Linked DNA regions of Gasterosteus aculeatus: region 2 is linked to region 1. Evidence: chromatin contacts called from public Hi-C data. All regions are on one chromosome and are shown on one strand. The core of a region is the stretch at or near the end of the contact, and the rest is flanking DNA. Distances in the headings are between cores, read along the strand shown. Region 1 has its middle 15 kb from the start of jmjd4. Region 2 holds the start of wnt3a (wingless-type MMTV integration site family, member 3A).

Region 1 (2,700 bases), core at 145-2,644:
ACACACGGCCGATGACGCCGGCGGGGCGGTATGGGCACCGCCCCTTGGCCTTTGCGCCTAGCGCACAGGAGAGGAGTAGAGCGGCTTGTGTTGGCCATTCCTCGCAGGCCGATCGCAGCCAGACGCTGGGCTGTTCTGGCATAATTAGAACCTGCTGCAGATGTCTGAGGTATTACCTCACTGCAAAGAACACGGCTTCCCCCAGCTAACAGCCCCGGCTGTCTGGATCTGGACTCCGTTCCGCCGCCGACCGATGGGGAGCTCCCTCCGCTTACAGCCACCAGGGGTGCTGTATATCGACCGGATCGAATGGGGGGGGGGAGTGGATCGCCGGGGCCTTGCTCTTGCCTCTTCTGTTGCATCTATGAAGGCCTCACCCTGACGGTCATCCCTCCAACGATGGACGTTTCTATATACGATCTCAGTGTTGGAAATGAACTCACGCAGACACCGAGGGGAGCCAGTAAAGTGAGTCCCCGCCCTGCATGAGGAATAAAAACTGCGTTAATGAAAGAATTAGCACGGCGCTTATATCACATGGGCCCCCGCGCTGTCATTACACAGGCACCATAAGGTCAATGCGCACTTCCCCAGCGGCAAAGTAGGAGCAGAGCGTCAAAGCATAAGCGCATGAGGGAGAGCCCGGCGATGAAGGACGTCTCCAAGGCCTCCTAACTGCCTGAATCTAAACCTAAGGTCGTTCCTCTGCTGCTCGACCAATTACCCACGCACGCAGCTCTGCGGAGTCTCAGCCAGACGCTTGGGCCGAATCGTTCCAGGACGTCCTCCAGTGGGATGTTTTGCGCTGGAATATGTGCGCCCGCCGTCAACTGACGTTTTCTCCCAGCTAAGCAGCACACGTTGGGGCCAACGAGGCGGATTCTGTACGCGCCAGTTACATTCAGCGTAATCGTTTGTTTAATTGTTTTCCCCTTTCTCTCCATTCCAGTCACTAAACAGGCGTCCAGTAACGCGTCAGGTTCAAAACACACGTTTCAGTCGTTTCCGTATCTCAAAGGAAACGCGTAATTATTCCCTGATATTTTCTCAGGGACGTGACCGGCTTTTAGATTTTTCGAGACGTGGTGTCATTGACATTAGGCGCACATTTTGTCATGACTTTGCCTTTGTGTGTGTTCCATAACCTCGGGTCCCTGCAGAGAATCTCATTACAGGGAAAATAGCGGTGATTGCTTTTACGTGACGGGAGGAGGGATCTTGATACGCGCGGCGCGTCGGAAAGCTTGTGGAGAGGAGTTAATAAAAGTGACCGGACGAGACCAAAAAAAAACTTTGTCAGCTGACGTCAATCGATTTAATCGTCAAGGTAAACAGTAACTGAAGTGCACTGTGTTTGTTCACAGTAACTCGATTAGACTGCTGTACTCTACACACACACACACACACACGTTCCTCAGATCCTGAAAACATGTCAACGCCACTATAATCAATGTTATTAACAATAGATTTGTGAGTGAGTTTAGCTCATTGTTTTATCTCCTTTTAACACAGTGTTTTGGTTTCGCTCTCAGCGCTCTCATCGTTGTTATTGAGTGGAAAAGCCCTGAGAACTTACTACACGCCACCCGCCCAGCGCGAGTCCGGAACCAGCTAGACAGGCAGACATTTCCTCCACAGGCCAGAGACCAAAGCAGAGCTTAAACGCGAATGCAGCAATCATTGTGTTAAAGATCATCGGCTTGAATGATCAATTTCAAAAGAGATTTTGGTTATTAGAGCCGCATTCTTTTTGGCGCTTGTATTTAAAAAAAAATACCTTTCTGTTTTCTTTAGTGCACTAGTTTTCGGTCAAATTTTCTGACAGCTATTTCGTAAAACAACAAGTACACACTATACGTGCGATGTGTGTGAGAGCAAATCCACCGCAGAACAAAAAAAAAGTTATTTTGAGCCCCTTATTTTTAAAACGAACGTACTCTGTTCCCATTGAAAGCCCCCCAGACAGACAGCGAGTGCGTTTTGATTTATGGAGAGGAAATACTTGCGTTCCCGTTGCGGGTGGGCCTAAAAAACCCTGCCCCCCCCCCCCCACACACTGCAGCGTAAGCGTGAATCACAAGAGGTCACCGTCTCCAGCAGTCTTAAATTACAGCTTTGTCACTGTAGAGAAATTATCCCAGATGGGGCTTCAGTTTGAGGGGAAGAAGCAGAAAGATCAACTCCATCACCCCAAAGCATTCGGCGGAGGACGGGTCGCTCCTCAAGAGCAAGGGAAGACGAGCTGGCTCCGATCCAGGCGGGAAGGTCTATTCATAGAGCGAATCTGACTCCCAATGATGTGCAGGACATTGACAGTTGTTATGAGGGTGTGATGTGTGAGCTGACAAAGGAGGGTTAACAATGAAACCAGACATGCTGTCATGGTTGAACAGTCGTCTGCTGCTTCTCGGCTTCTCGAAGAAACGTTTTTTAATGGACTGCAAAAAGGCCCGATGTGTCCCGTGAATTCACATAATCGATGCCGGTTGGAAAGGGAGAATGCAGGTGTGCACGTTTAAAGACTTCAACCGAATAACGGGACATAATACAGAGATTGAATAACTTCATTCAACACCTGGAAAGACAAATGGGGATAGGGGTGCGCAGTGGGCATATGAAACTAAAACAATGAGGGAGGGTTAATAAGGGTCTACAGCCATGAAGAGAAATATTATGGCCAAGGAGTCCAAACCAGTTCAG
Region 2 (2,700 bases), core at 100-2,599, 64 kb before region 1:
AGTTAGAGACATTTGTCCGATCCTTAAAAATCTGGAATAAAGAAGCATTACTAAACAATCTCATTATAGGGACTCTGTGCATCCGTTTTGTTTATAAAAAGAATGACATACGTAAAGTTAGAAATCTGAGATATACAACACATTCTGCATTATCACACTTTGAACTAAGGAAAGATTATTCAGCTAATGTTGTGTTCAAGTTTCCCACAACTGATAATACAATATAGTTGATTCTACTTCAAATGTTACGATGTGCTCCCCATTATTGGGAAAGATAACACCGATTACATAAAGATTAGACCGTCTATATACAGAATTTGACATCAGTCTTCACGGTAAATCTCTGAGCATATTTCCTATTTATTCATTTATTCTTAGACCTCATACACACACTACTGCACACGCGCACGCAAACGTTGCACCTGCTGCAGGCGGAATATAGAAACAAAATACTCCAGGTCAGTTTGCATCGTTGGTCCTGCAAATGTCGCTGTCCAGAGCATTAAAAAATAAACGTACAATTTGGATAGATTTTGTTTTTTTGTTTTTTTGTTTCCTGCACAGCTGAACGTTTGAAATTTCAGAATTAAAAGCGTCACTTTCTAACCTCAGAATTACTCCTCATCCTTCCACCTCAACCAATACTCGCGTCAAACGTCTGTGAACTACTTCGCCCTCCGTGCAGCTAAATGCTGCTGTCAGAAACGAAACGAAGAAGTATACAACCACTCACAAACGGACGCACAACGGCTCCGTGGACACACAACAACAACAACAACAACAACAACAACAACAACAACACCACTCATTCGTGGACGTAATGGAAATCAAACTTACCACCAGATGGGATAACTCGCCATGACATGCGAGAGCCCGAAGAGCAGCAGGAAACATCCGAGGCGTATCATCCTTAAAGTTTGGCTAAACCGTCTCCAGGAGAAAGCCTCCATGCGCGCTCATGTGCGCACGGAGATTGGAACGCGAAATTAGGGGGGAAATAAGAAAAAAAAAACGATTCCGCTCTAATGGATTTTTTAAATTCTTATTCCCCCGGAAAAAAAACAAAACACTGAGGGATAATCGATCTTTCGCGACTACTCGTGGCAGAACTCGGGAGCCAAATATTAAAAGTTAAAAGCCTGCTTGCTTTTTTTTTTTTCTTTTTTTTTTTTTAGGACCCAATCAGCAGGTATCGCCAAAGGGGGAATTGTGATGATATGTTCCCTCCGTCGCCTCCTCAAGCAGCTCCAACTCAAGACAACGCAACGAGCTGATTTTAAGACGTGTTTTAGCGCTCATTGGGAATCGGTGGCATTAGCATGCAGCGTGTGTGATATATAATGTTGTTTAAAGGAGAGAGGGAGGGTCTGGGGGGGCTTTTAAATAGACATCGGGACCCCTGTGGATCGCGTAGCTATAACAACCTGTCCGGATTTCACTCCCTGGCTTGAAGCTTCTAAAATGCAGAAATAAATATGTGTGAATTGCTTTAGACCGTTATTAGGGCTCTCCAGCCCTTTAGTCGTGCCTGTTTTTCAATGAATGAATGAATGACAAGTTGAGAAGAACTGAAAATTTAAACCAGACTAAATTGTTGAGCCGCTCTAAAGAAAAGTGTCCTAAAAAATGTGGCCATATTTATTTATTCTTTAATGTATGTAACACAATGTAAAACATTTGGTTTGCCGTCACCACAGCAATAAACAATCTACCGAGATTGCAAAATGGCAAATAATCACCGATGTTAATAATCCTGTCATCGTTCAAATTAGACGCATCCCGAGGTGAGGGCAGAAAGGGCACATTGGGGGCAATAATTAAGGACAGTTCCCCCCCTCACGTGGTATCTGCGGAAGTGTGATGTTCTTTAGAGATGCCTTCACGATGAGTTGCCAGACAGTTCAGGCCTATTATAACGAACGTAGTGGATAAACTGTAATGCAGCACTGAGTTTAATAGGCAGCAGAGTGTCTGGTTCCCTTTTGTCTGATAGATGCTCGGAGAGGAGGTGTGTTCTTTTAAAGGCACTGGTGCTGACTTGAAGATTAAATACACCGTCGTGTAACATTTGTGACCAATGAGCTGAACAAAAAGCCAATTTCTAGTAATTCAACTCAGTAAGTTGTGACCATTTTGCGTAAAACGGAACCTTTTAACAGTTATTTTCTATATATTTTTTAATTTACTGGGTGTTTTTTGTCTTGTACACAATAATAATTATACAAATAATGATAATAGCTTTAATTCTCACATTTTTTTTCAAGACTAAAGTGCACAAAAGGACTGAAAAGAATATTAATGAATTTACAGAGAATAAAATGAAAACAGGAACCCTTTTGATTGAAATAGCTATAATTGAAATATTTAACTTTTTCTGGTTCAACTTTTTGCATTTAATTCACCAGTTAGAACAAATTCAAAGATGATCATCGAGATGGTTCTGCAACGGTGACAAAGGTAAAAAAAAATATTTTTTTCTGTAATTTCTCAAAAGTGTTCACATACTTAACTTTTTTTCCTTGGAGGAGGAACATAAAATGGCTAAAGATGTTAGTGCCATCCAGTGGAGATTATTGCCCATTGCAACCTTGACAAAGCATGCCACCAAATGTCCTGATTTTCATATTCAGTGGTGGCAACTATAAGTATATTATCATTATATTATTATATATTATATATAAATCATTAATGTGTTTCAAT

What was found. Hi-C and Micro-C count contacts between places; a contact is called where the count stands out from the background.
Region 2: a contact with region 1 is called in a Hi-C map of liver, with 4 times the contacts expected there. The contact joins the promoter of wnt3a here to the enhancer-like site in region 1. A contact is called at or near these places in 4 of 6 Hi-C or Micro-C datasets (liver, skeletal muscle and tail fin).

Annotation. Positions count from the first base shown.
Region 1 is chr3:15,145,580-15,148,279 of fGasAcu3.hap1.1, reverse strand. No RefSeq gene overlaps it. Among protein-coding and RNA genes, the nearest start is that of jmjd4, 15 kb to the right of the region's middle. Within about 2 kb of position 1,394, at least 1 of the 9 cell types and tissues checked has open chromatin away from gene starts, as enhancers often do. A contact at or near this core is called in liver, where this site is marked.
Region 2 is chr3:15,209,411-15,212,110 of fGasAcu3.hap1.1, reverse strand. wnt3a (wingless-type MMTV integration site family, member 3A) reads right to left here and starts at 1,349. Exons shown (of 4, transcript XM_040172257.2): 1 at 838-1,349. The coding sequence starts at 950.